Regions from separate parts of the Mus musculus genome. Here all the other regions are linked to region 2. Evidence: chromatin contacts called from public Hi-C and HiChIP or PLAC-seq data. All regions are on one chromosome and are shown on one strand. The core of a region is the stretch at or near the end of the contact, and the rest is flanking DNA. Distances in the headings are between cores, read along the strand shown.

Region 1 (3,060 bases), core at 215-2,714, 210 kb after region 2:
AAGTCAGGAGGGCAGTGGATGGCACTGACACTTGGCGTGCCTTTCTGTTAGTGTAGTTCCTGCTGGCTGTCAGAGAGTTGCTGAGGGGCATTTCCTTTTTTATAAAGGATTCTAGCAGGTAATGTAAGAGGAGTAATGTAATGTCATCATTGTGTAACCCTGAAGGACGTATCAGGCCCAGGCAGTGGTCATCAAGAGTAGGAAGGCTGCTGAAGAGATTTGGGTACACACTCATCAGATGGTCTCGCACATAGAGAGCCAGTATTATGCACACAGTCTGTTTTAAATAGTTTTTAAAATGTTTATTTAATATGAGTGCTCTGCTGCATGTACAACTGCAGGCCAGCAGAGGGCATCAGATCCCCTTAGATGGCTGTGAGCCACCATGTGGGGTGCTGGGAGTTGAAGTCAGGACTTTTGTAAGAAATAGCCAGTGCTCTTAACTGCTGAGCCTTCCCACATAGTCTGTTTTAGAAACCACATTTATTAGTAGCCTATTGAGTTTCTTATTTCTTTTAGCTCTGTAATTCTACTTTTTAGAACATGTTTACAGCAGTAACTTTACTTAGAAAATTTATATTCATAATTTCCCATTTTTTTCTAAAGCTTCAAAAATTGGGACATTTAAAACATTGACTTAAATGGGATTGAATAGCTGAGTCCTCTGAGTTCCCAGAAAGTTACCGCTCACCTGTCAGTACATAGTCAGCCCCCCACCCCCCTTTTTTTTGAGGCAGGGTCTTACTCGTGGCTGACCCGGTACTTATGGTACTCACCTTGTTGTCCAGGCTCACCTTGAACTCTTGCTTGTGCCTCGACTGAGATGTAAGACTTGCTTTTCTGTCTCTGCTCTTTTATGCTCATGCTGCTTCTCCTGACCTTTGCTGATTATCTCAAAGCAAACCATCCATCCACCCAGAACACAGAGTTCCACGTAGCCTGTTATGGCCTCAGACTTGATGTTTGTCTAGGGAGGATCTTGAACCCCTGACCCTTGTGCCTCTGCTTCCCAAGAGCTGGGATCACAGTGCGGACCCCAGCCCTGAGGACTTCTCCCCCTTGCTGCTTGCTTGCTGAGATAACAGTTACTTTCATGAAGCATCTTGCTTGTTTGTTTTTTAAATTACATTTATTTATTTGAGGTAGGGGACGGGTCACGTGTGGAGATCAGTAGACAATTAACAGAAGTTGGTTCTCTCCTGTGCAGATCTAGTGTAGGTTTGGCAGCCAGCACCTTTCCTTGCTGAGCCCCCCGAAGCAGTTGTATTATTTAACGTGTTCTTTCTCCACATTCTTCTTCCCTGTATTTCTTACACATTTGTAGTGAGATAGAGACTTGATCACGTTCAGTCATTTGTCCCAGGACAGGAGGGTCTATGGTAAGGCGACTTCCTGTGTGTCAGGTACTACCTCATCTCAGGAGGACGGCCTCCGGCTGTGTGCGTGCACGGTTGGGTTAATGGATAAGCTCTTACAGCTTATCTCAGGCAGCCTTCTTGCCTCCCTGGGGGCAGCTGCTGGTGACCGCTGTCTAGATACACTGTTCCCCAGAACTTACATGGTAATAGCATTCTAATTCTTCTGCTTCTTTTGCATTCCTTAGCTACAGTGCTCTGTAAATAGGACATTTCTTTTAGCAGCTATTTGATATATCAAAATATGGTTCATAGGAAAGGCAGTCTTGGTTTTTTAATGACCTCCTCTCATTATTGTTCCTTTTTGAAAAGCTAGCATATATTTAATATTTATATATTAATATATTTATAGATTTTATATCATATTTACTTGTTACCAAGTTAACTATGATGGGATCTTTTTAGTCCCTGCATTAGAAATACTAGAAAATTCTGAGGCTGGCTTAGCAGTTAAGGGCTCCTCTAAGGGATCCAAGTTCAATTCCCAGCACCTGCATGGCAACTCACAGCTGTCTGTAATCACAATTTCAGGGTGCCTGTCCCACCAGGCATATGTGCGTGCAGGCAAAATACCCATAAAATAAAATAAATAAGTCTTTAGAAAAATGAATACTAGAAAATTTTTTATGAGGTATAGCTTGGGAAAAATCTATGATTTTCCAAGAAGATTGCAGTGTATGAGGAACTGGTGATGCCTAGAGGTCCCAGGAAGTTTACATCTGGTTAAACGTTTATTAATAAACTTACAATTGCAATAATGAGTTCTATAGATTTTGTACAAAATACCATTCAAGTTTTTTTCTTTATAGCTCTTGGACTTCTTGGATCAACACCCCATTTCATTTACTCCTCTAATTCAGAGGTCACTGGAATTTTCTGTAAGCTATGTTTTTACTGAAGTTGGTGAAGGCGTTACATTTGAGCGATTCATTGTCCAGTGCATGAATCTTATTAAGATGATTGTCAAAAATTATGCTTATAAGCCATCCAAAAATTTTGAAGGTAATACTCCACTGAATTTTAAAATTTTAATCCAAGTGTGATGTAATTACTGTTTTGATATAATTTTCTTGAAGTTCATTTTAGTCTGAAAAGCAAACTCACTGGTATGTGGAATGAGAAATAGTTTACAGTTTAATGTGTGAATACTGGCTTTTAAAGGGCTAAATCTTTTATATTTACTGAGCTGTCTTGTAGCGTAGTCAATGATTTGAGTTACACAGTTTAAGAATTATAGCCCACAGTAGCTTCTACAGCTCCTGTTGTACTTACTATTATTTAAAGAATAAACGTTGTCTCTGATTTCTTATTAAGGCGAGTTGTAGAAAAGGCTGAATTGTACGCTGCGTTGTTTGGAATGCTTTCTTACTTAGGTGTCAAGAGCAGTGAGGAAGTCTTACGGTGTGAAGGGGGGAGAAGGGAAGGAAGAGACAGTTGGGAAGGACAGCAGTGTGTATAAGCTCTAGTGCTTAGGGTGGAGCTGAACTGATGGACAACAGCAAGGGAAGGGTGCCTGTAAATTGTGTTCATAATAAGTATGGAGAGAGTCTTTTGCAAGTATGTCTTTTCTTCTGAAAGCATATTCTTCATTTCAGTTACAGGATGCATCTCAGGGAGAATGTCTGTACTGTTAACTGGGGAATTT
Region 2 (2,997 bases), core at 390-2,889:
TCCCGCACCTACATTCAATCAGGGGTGAGAATACATCCTGAGGTATTTTCTGCCCACGAACCTCCGGCCTACCTGTGATCAACCACATCTGGTGCAGGCGAGTGAAACTTGTTTAGAGAAATGAAAACATCAGTAACCTCCGGTGTCTAATTTTCGTTCTCACACTGTGAGGGGGAGCAGCGATGAGGACGCACAGGGTCCATCTGGGCAGGTATGCGCCTGCTCTTGTAGCGCCACACCCATAGGGAAGCAGCTTTGAATGTGAGGGCCACACCCACAGTCTACACTCTTTAGCCTCTGCCTTCCTCCCTACCAATTCAGCTGCTCCCTCCACTTATTTTGTTTCATTTTGCTTTTAATGTTTCCCAACACTGATTCCCCACTATTCTATGTAGCTGAGGATGACTTTAAACTTCTGTCTCTGTCTCCCAAATGCAGGGATGCCATCCATGCTCGGGCACACCAGCTTGCTTGCTTGCTTGCTTGCTTGCTTGCTTGCTTGCTTGCTTGCTACTTTGATTCTGGACTTTTCTGAGTTTCTCTTGTTGGCTGCTGTCTCTGACACATCTGGCTGTCATCCATGAGTGGTCTAACCTCCTGGGCAGATACCCATTATTAGATCTATTTTAAATATGATTGCCTTAGGCCAAGTGACAAATTCCTAATCAGTCGCTCACAGTCAGTTATCGGGATCAGGTGACAGAAGGCCTGCCACTGGGCTCCAGAGGTAAAATCTGCGCATGTCCACTACCGCATCAGTCACAACAGAGTGCAAGTTTTTCTTCACAGTCTAGTTCCCTGCAGGACACTAACCCTAAGACCGGTAATGGCATCTTCCTCTTCACACCTCCAGCACAAAGCTGGTGCCGGGTAGGCTCTCAGTATAGCTCTGTCAAAGTTAATTGAGCCGACAGTAAAAGCAGACAGCCAAATTTGAATCGCAGGGATGATATTTCTCTGCTGCTCAATGAGTGCAAATTACTTGACCTTTCTGAACTTTCTCCTCCTATGTAGGAAGGTCTTTATTGCACGCCACAGAAATCCACTGTTACAGATTTCTTCTCAGATAACAAAAGATAAATGCACTTAATTTACAATATAAAAACCTTCATGATAAATATTAAATAAGACATCGGCATACATGTCGCCTCTCTGGCTGTACCTCTGCCATGTGTTGTAACTATGTGCAAATATGTGTTCCTTCCCATCAGAGGGTCCCAAAGAACGGGATCTGGGCTTCCCTAACTTCTGTATCCTTGTCTCCTCCTACGCTAAAGCTCTGCACAAATTAATAGTGTGAAAGGTCAGCAGATTCAGGTACCGCTTGTACTTAAAATCTTCACATTAGGGTTTTTTGTTGTTGTGTTTTACAAATCAAACACTGGTCGCATGAAGCATCATGCATACATTAAATTCAAATCTATCTATCTTCGACAATTCAGAATGCTGAACAGTTTCTCAGAGCAAATGAAATCGAGGCTCATGGGGATCCAGTCTTTCAGTGTGTGTCTCCATCTACTGTATTTACAGGAGAGTTGCTCCCTCTCAGAGTGACTTTCCTCAGCTTCTCTCTGCGGACAGTCAAGCCGCAGCCCTGGGATACGAGTGCATGTCCTCAGCAGCCACTAGGGGGCAGGCTAGCGTCTCTTGCAGAGTACTTACCCCCAAGGGCAAGTGAGTCTAGAGGAAACAGTAAATACACCAGTTGTGACCGCGTTGTTTCCAAATGGAAAAATACACGCGGGCATGTCCAGATTCTCATTTCGTATTCCTTTCGCTGGATATGTGATCCTTCGGCTCAGCTTACCTCTTGTTTTCTATTTCCTCCTTCCAAGTCTTTCTCCTACGGGTTGCAACAAATGAGCCTTTTTTCCCTTTGAGAGGCTTAACCCACAAAAACAAATCAGGAGGTGACACAAACACTGCATAATTTAGTTAGTGAAGGTTTGATGGCTGAGGTTTCATTTGGGTTTCTCTTAGAATAAAGCCTGATTTTTCTCAAGTTTTTCATGTATTAAACAGCTAGTCAAGATGAAGGGGAGACAGAGATTCAAAGAAACAAAATAAAAACAAACAAACAATGAGCGGGAAAGGGATGGGAGGTCTGTTATAGAGGGAGATCAGAGAATAAACAACTGCTGAAAGATAGCTTCAGAAAAGAAGTTGACCTGAGGGTCCTATTGGTCCATGCCAAGATATCAGCACCAGACAGACAGCTGTCTGCTGCTGGCTGGAACTTCCGCAATTGTGACAGCTGCTTCCTCATCTGGAATGAAAGTGATTTGGACTAGATAATCTTCTAACTCAAAAGTGGGTCTGTGCCAAACGAGGGAAAGCATGGGGTGGGTGTATAAGAAAAACTCTGGGAGACTCTGAGAACAAACAAACCGAGTGCAAAGCCAGAATTATCTACCAGAACACCTGCTTGCAGACACAGTATGTCCTCCCAGATAGAGCTCCGCCCCTACCTTGCCCCTGACCTTCCATCTACTACTGCAAGCCCAGGGGAGGTGGAAGGCCTCTGAGCCCCAGGAACTACGGAACAACGGGACTGGTGTAAGAGAACTGGTGTGGGCTGAGACTCTGAAGGAGACATTTTCAACCCTAAATGACAAACTACTAGCATTCTAACAAGAACTTGCTCTATCCTGGCTAGGGGAATATACACCCCTGGGGACTGGGTCGATCTTCTGTCCTGGGTGGTTTGAGCTGAGCTGCAGGTGTCCCTGTGAACATTATATGACATTTAGGAAAAGCCAGTATCTTTTGATCTTGCCTGCACTGTTGCAATTATACTAATTTCATAGCACCCTAATAGTCAACCAGGCTGTGGTTTCAAAGCTAATACTGTTCTCTAACATCATGATAACCGATTAATTACTATTTACCAAGCTCACATTTTCATGTTAATATTTCTGAGAGCTGTCTCCACATAATCACCATAATTACTGGTGATAGAGCTTCCACCCCTTAAAGTTAGATTACTTATAGCCAGTG
Region 3 (2,778 bases), core at 90-2,589, 240 kb after region 2:
AGGGCTGGGATGTATATTGTTCCCAGTTAGACAGTTGCTCATGTCACGTGGGAAAGGAAATGTATGAAAAGGTTGGTTGACACCACTGGTTAGGGTGCCTTTTAGACCACGATACCCTGAGTTATTTGACAGGAAAGAAAGCATACAAAGTAAATCTCTGTTGCTTTTCCCTTAGTTTCCTTTTCCTCATGTTTAACTGTCGTGTTCTGACAGTTGTGTGAGTTTTCTCTTGGAGATAGTTATGTGCATATACTGTATATACAGAATCATAGGTATCTTTAAAAATTCTTTGCTATGGAATTGTTATATATATTTCTGTTCCTTTAAATCCAATATGTAATTACTTTTGAAATTTTTGCATTTCTAACAACATGGTTATTCATGACTGCTTAGTATTGTTAAATATGGAAATACTATGATAGCAATGAACAATTTAGGCTGGGCTGATTTCATACATGTTATTTAGCTGAATGAGTTTATATAGTTTAAAATATCAGCGTTACTACTTTTCTGTAGTCGTAGCATGAGGGGAGACAAATATTTCCTCTGTTTTTGAGCATTCCTAATCTAAAATTCAAAATGCTGCAGAGCAGTAAACTTTTTGGCACTGAGTTGTTACCACAAGTAGAGACTTCCCAATTGGCTTGCTAAGCAATATAGATACACTAATGTATTGAATTACCTTTGGGAGATATGTATAAGGTATATATGAATTATAAATTAATTTTATATTGCCATCTGGGTTCCATTCCCAAGATATTTTATTTATTTGTAACCATTCTAGAAAATGAAATTTAAAATTTTAATTTCTTCTTTTCTAACCATTTCAAATAAGGAAGACTCAACCTGAATGTGAAAAGGCACAGATACATCTAGCCTTGGCATTGCCATCTAGACAGGATGATAGTATTTTGATTTTTACATTTAGTAATAAATAGATGTTTCTTTGCTAGTATAATGAGGGCTATGTTAAGAGAATATTTATTTTATATAAAATAAATTGTTTTCTGAGGCAGGTAATTGATTGGTGGTAAGGAGGGATCTTAGAGTGTCTTGTCATAAATCGTATTTATACTTCCTGTAGGGATTAGGAGCAGACAGCAAGAACCTGTACCCTTTCCTGCTCCCAGTTATCCAGCTGAGTACAGATGTGTCTCAGCCTCCACATGTCTATCTTCTGGAAGATGGCCTGGAGTTATGGTAAGAGGAGAACTTGATACTGTGGATTCCCCTGCTGCTGCTTTCTCTGCTTTTTTTCAGTAGAGCAGAGGTCACGTGTGGCTTTGAATACTCAGATAAGCATGTGGAGTTGTTATCCTCTGGTTGTTTCCGCTTCTAGCTGCTGTTCCCTGTAGGCTCCTGATAGACAGCTTGTGAGAAATGGGTGTGTTAAGAGCACTGTCCCCTCTTCCAGAGGAGGTCCAGGTTCTCCACACCACCATGATAGTTCATAACATCTGTCACTCTAGTCCCAGGGGATCTGACACTCTTTTCTGTCCTTCACAGGCACTGTATGGACATGGTGCACAGACATAAATACAAACAAAATACTTAAAACACATAAACCTTTTAAAAACAGAGAAATAGAGAGAAATTATAGCAGGGGCCATGCTGCATTTCATATTTGAAATTTGGCAAGTAACCTAGACATCTAGGTAATTTACTCAAACAAAAATTTGATCTTAATTTTCTGAGTATTTGAAATAAGATATTTTGGGGAGTGGGGTATTGAGTTATATTTCAACTTCCTACTGCTTTTCTAGTGGGTAGTGAGATGTCAGAGCTTAGCTTCACGCATAGTTGCCATTCACAATCTTCATACAGTATTTTCTGAACAAGCAGTACCCACTACTAAAAGCTTAAAAATGATCTCAAAAAAGAATCGTGCTCCACATTAACTTAATGTGACACCGAATTTTTGCTTGCTCATTGTTCTTAAGGAGCTGTGCTGTCAAGTTCTTTCACTTCTCATCCCATCTCACTGTTGGAAGCCATTTTTTGTTTAATCACAGAATCAACCATTGAAAAATGAACATTTGTTCCTGGCCCTTCTGTCCTACTTCTCTCTCTTTTCTTTCCTAATTTTTGCTTAGAAATTAAGAGTTTTAATTTGAGCTAGGGTGTAGTTCAATGATAGCATGCTTCTCTCATTTTGTACAGCCCACAGATCAATCCTCAACGTTATATAAATCAATGACAATATAAAGAAACAAAAACAAAAATCTAGAATTTTGATTCTCAGAAATTGTTTTTGTTTTGTTTTTGTGGAAACTACCAAGTTGTAAGTAAATGCTCTGTATCAGGATATTAGATAAGTGGCTTTAAATGTCACTGGGTAGGTTTTCACTGCTTGGAATGCACTCTTTATAGCCTTCTGTATTGTTATTTGAGTAGCATCTAGATTCGGGGTTCTCAGTGTTCCTAATGCTGCAATTTCAATACAGGTCCTCATGTTGTAGTGACCCCCAACCATAAAATCACTTTGTTGCTACTTCCTAACTGTAATTTTGCTACTGCTATGAATCGTAATATAAATATCTGATCTGCAGATGGTCTTAGGCAACCCCTGTGAAAGGGTTGTTCAGTCTCCTCAGCAAGGAGTCACATTCCACAGGTCGAGAATCGCTGATCTAGATAGTAGTTCTGAATCAGAAGGTTGTTGAAATCAATAATTCATAGGTTGGATTTGTATAAGGGTAGATTGATCTAGATCAGAAGTGGCAAACTTTTTTGACACAGGGAAGACAGTGATGTCATGTGTTCCAGATGTGTTTGTTG
Region 4 (3,138 bases), core at 453-2,952, 190 kb after region 2:
CTCTTCTACAATGTGAGTTTCAGGAATTGAGCTGAGACTGTCATGGTTAGATAGACAAGCGTTTGTCTGTCTGCCTGCCTGTCTATTTATTCATTTATGGCAGGGTCTCCTGTGTAAGCCAGACTGGGCTTGAACTCCTTGTCCTCCTGTTTGTGGTTCTTGAGTTGTTAGCAGTGGACACTCGGTCAGAGCTACCTGTCTCCGTCTCCACTGACTCACTGTGCTCCATTTTAGAATCTCTCCTTGATACTTAAGAACAAAACAAAACCAGATTCTGAGTGTCCACTGAAATTCTCCATCTCCTACATACTTAAAAAACAGTTACTTTTAAGTGTGGTTTTGGTGACTATAGTGCCTGCTTGTGTTTTGAATTTAGTCATGTATTGGTTAGTTTCTGGGCTCTGCATAGTGTATGTTTTGTTTGGATGCTAACATAGTATAATTACAGTTGGAGAGGCTTTAATTTCTGTTGTCTTTCATGAGAAAGAATTTAGGTAAGCAGACAGGATATGGCCTTAACCTTGATGTAGCTAAGGGTGTTTTTGTTGTTTTGTTTTTTGGTTTACTGTTTACCTCAGGTTAAAGCTTCCCGGGGATTTTAACTGTACGCCTTGGGTGTTTGTCCTCTGTGATGCTGCTTTCTGTCGACCTTGAGTTCTCTGCTTCCCTAGTGCTGCGAGTCCTGTAGAAATCTCTCGAACTGTAGTCTCTTGGCTGCTGCTTTCAGCTTGTTTTTAAAATTTTTTTCCTGGCTGAGTACCGAAGGGATGCTTGTATTGGCTCATCACACAGTACAGTCTTTTCTTGCTGAGACTGAGTTCTTCTGCCCTGACTGCCTCTTTTGTTTTGGGGTTGTTGGTTTCTTTAGGGTGCCATGCCACAAACTGAATGTTTACAGTTAACCTAGGTTTATTCTCCTACAGACTAGGTAGCTGGAAATCCACAAGCACAAAGTTTGCCTACTTTGAGGGCCCATAGGATTAGTCTTTGATAGTTCCTGGTTGTGGCCAGCAATAGTAGGTGTTTCTTGGCATGTGATTGAATGATTCTAATCTTTGCCCCTATAATCTTTGCCTATAATATTGTCACATGATCTATGCCAAGTGATTTGTGTCTCTGTTTCCATTTTCTTCTTATAAGGGCACCAGGATAGGCATAGAGGTACAGGCTTGTAATCTTAGTGAAGGAAGATAAAATATTGTAACTTGTGAGTTTAAGAGCCCACAGCCCCGGCCTGGGACTAAGAACAAAGCAGAACAGCCTCCAGGCATGGCAGGGCAGGGCTGTTGTTAAGGCATTCCTAAGAACATCTTGACTGTAAAGATAAAAAGGTATGCAAGGACCAGCAGGGCTATATTATCTAAGTCAACACCATCTGGCCAAACCTCCCCTCTGTCTATTGCCCCTTGGCGCCGGGTAAAGTCATACATCAACTGGTTGCTGTGTGAACAAAGATAAGCCCCCAGCCCACAGGAACAAAGTCCTGATGCCCTGTAATCTTTCTGTTAATGTTTGAATAAGCCAATAGTGTGTCACTATGCTGAATTCCACACCCCTAAGCCCCTTACCCCATAAAAGCCCCTGGCTTTCAAGCCTCGTGGCCAACATCCGTTATCTCCTGTGTGGGATGCATGTCAGTCTGGAGCTCCGTAATTAAACGTCCTCACGTAATTACATCAAGAGATGGTCCTTCGTGATTTTTTGGGTGCACGCCGAGTCGGGAATTGGGGGGGTTTCCCCACTAGATCTAACACTAGCACTTGGGAGATTGACACAGGATTTATTTTCAAGGCCTTCTGGGCTTCATAGCATGTTTCAGGTCAGCCTAGCCTCTATATCAAGACCCTGTGTCAGAACAAAACAAAGCAACAAAAAGGAAAAAATTCCAGTATTAGAATAGAGTCCATCAACTCAGAATGATTTTTGTCTTAATGTGATTTAATCTACAAAGACTCCATTATTTCCAAATGAAGTAGTATTCAAAGATACTTGGGTTATATGACTTCAACATTTAATTTTGAGATATGATTTAGCTCATAATATATGCTTTGCTTTTTTTTTTTTTTTAATTTTGGTTTTTCGAGACAGGTTTTCTCTGTGTAGCCCTGGCTGTCCTGGAACTCACTTTGTAGACCAGGCTGGCCTTGAACTCAGAAATCCACCTGCCTCTGCCTCCCAAGTACTGGAATTAAAGGTGTGCGCCACCACCGCACAGCTATACTTTGCTTTTAAAAACTACTTTACTTAAAATTCATTTATTAGTGTGTGTGTGTGTATATCTGGTGTGTGAGTGTGCATATCCCATGGCCTGCATGTGGAGGTCAGAGGATGGTACTGTGCAGTTATTTATTTTCTCCTCCCACCTTTATGTGGACTCTGAAGAACCAAACTCCTTGTAAGACTTTAGATAAAACTGTTTTACTCACAGAGGCATCTTGTTGGCCCTAAAAGGTATGTGTGTGTGTGTGTGTGTGTGTGTGTGTGTGTGTGTGTGTGTGTTTGTTTAAGATTTCTGGAATAATTTGTCTCATACTAGATAAACTATCATAGGCAGAATGAAAAACATTAAAATGATTAAATTTTAATTTAAAAATAGATAATATAAAAGCTGGACATAGTGGTAGTACACATCTGTTATAACACTTGGGAAACTCAGGCAGAAGGATTTTGAGTTTGAGGACTGTTTGGCCCAGTTTAAAAACAGAAGAGGAAAAATATAAAAATGTCAAACTACTGAACCAGTTTAACATTCAACATATATAAAATCCATAGTAACTTCTCTATTTAGCTCAATGTTTTCTTTCTTTGTATATAGTAAATTTTTTTAGTATTGCATATATCCTTTCCAAAGATGAAAAATGAAGGACAAAGTTAATTAATTAATCAATTTTTGAGGCACACTTTGGTTAGTCTGGAACTCGTTGCATAGATCAATCTAGACTCAAATTCAGAAATCTGTTTGTATTGCTTCCAGAGCAGTAGGACTAAGGGTGTTCACTCAGACACTCACCCAGCCTGCTTTATCAGGTTTGTGTGGGCGCTGCTTACATTTGTTTGTTTGTTTACTGTGTGTGTGTGCGCGTGCGTGCGTGCACACTTATGTGCTGGTACGTGAGTGCTGGTTGGAGATCAGAGAAC

What was found. Hi-C and Micro-C count contacts between places; a contact is called where the count stands out from the background. HiChIP or PLAC-seq counts read pairs in DNA pulled down with a chosen protein or histone mark.
Region 1: an H3K4me3 HiChIP or PLAC-seq map of fetal liver shows a contact between it and region 2, with 3 times the contacts expected there. The contact joins two enhancer-like sites. A contact is called at or near these places in 2 of 15 datasets of contacts at CTCF or cohesin (the G1E-ER4 cell line and large pre-B cells), 2 of 484 Hi-C or Micro-C datasets (B cells and the N1E-115 cell line), 7 of 115 datasets of contacts at active chromatin or transcription factors (the 230-238 cell line, bone marrow-derived macrophages, cardiomyocytes and 3 more) and 1 of 9 other capture datasets (embryonic stem cells).
Region 3: a Hi-C map of erythroblasts shows a contact between it and region 2, with 2.4 times the contacts expected there. The contact joins two enhancer-like sites. A contact is called at or near these places in 3 of 15 datasets of contacts at CTCF or cohesin (CD8 T cells, large pre-B cells and pro-B cells), 45 of 484 Hi-C or Micro-C datasets (B cells, the Ba/F3 cell line, CD4 T cells and 31 more), 7 of 115 datasets of contacts at active chromatin or transcription factors (the 230-238 cell line, Th17 cells, acute myeloid leukemia and 4 more) and 1 of 9 other capture datasets (liver).
Region 4: a contact with region 2 is called in a Gata1 HiChIP or PLAC-seq map of primitive erythroblasts, with 5 times the contacts expected there. The contact joins two enhancer-like sites. A contact is called at or near these places in 3 of 15 datasets of contacts at CTCF or cohesin (the G1E-ER4 cell line, large pre-B cells and pro-B cells), 9 of 115 datasets of contacts at active chromatin or transcription factors (the 230-238 cell line, the NIH/3T3 cell line, Th17 cells and 6 more) and 4 of 9 other capture datasets (adipose tissue, embryonic stem cells, liver and 1 more).

Annotation. Positions count from the first base shown.
Region 1 is chr13:106,891,780-106,894,839 of GRCm38.p6, reverse strand. Ipo11 (importin 11) reads left to right here. Exons shown (of 30, transcript NM_029665.4): 10 at 2,225-2,417. Among named protein-coding and RNA genes, the nearest start is that of Ipo11, 44 kb to the left of the region's middle. Within about 2 kb of position 1,464, at least 28 of the 459 cell types and tissues checked have an H3K27ac peak or open chromatin away from gene starts, as enhancers often do. A contact at or near this core is called in the G1E-ER4 cell line and fetal liver, where this site is marked.
Region 2 is chr13:107,100,418-107,103,414 of GRCm38.p6, reverse strand. All of the region lies in intron 4 of Gm31452 (a long non-coding RNA gene), which reads right to left. Among named protein-coding and RNA genes, the nearest start is that of Gm41051, 20 kb to the left of the region's middle. Within about 2 kb of position 1,639, at least 105 of the 459 cell types and tissues checked have an H3K27ac peak or open chromatin away from gene starts, as enhancers often do. A contact at or near this core is called in the G1E-ER4 cell line, erythroblasts, erythroid progenitors and 2 more, where this site is marked.
Region 3 is chr13:106,864,287-106,867,064 of GRCm38.p6, reverse strand. Ipo11 (importin 11) reads left to right here. Exons shown (of 30, transcript NM_029665.4): 21 at 1,085-1,200. Among named protein-coding and RNA genes, the nearest start is that of Lrrc70, 29 kb to the right of the region's middle. Within about 2 kb of position 1,339, at least 13 of the 459 cell types and tissues checked have an H3K27ac peak or open chromatin away from gene starts, as enhancers often do. A contact at or near this core is called in the G1E-ER4 cell line, erythroblasts and erythroid progenitors, where this site is marked.
Region 4 is chr13:106,911,460-106,914,597 of GRCm38.p6, reverse strand. All of the region lies in intron 3 of Ipo11 (importin 11), which reads left to right. Among named protein-coding and RNA genes, the nearest start is that of Ipo11, 24 kb to the left of the region's middle. Within about 2 kb of position 1,702, at least 26 of the 459 cell types and tissues checked have an H3K27ac peak or open chromatin away from gene starts, as enhancers often do. A contact at or near this core is called in the G1E-ER4 cell line and primitive erythroblasts, where this site is marked.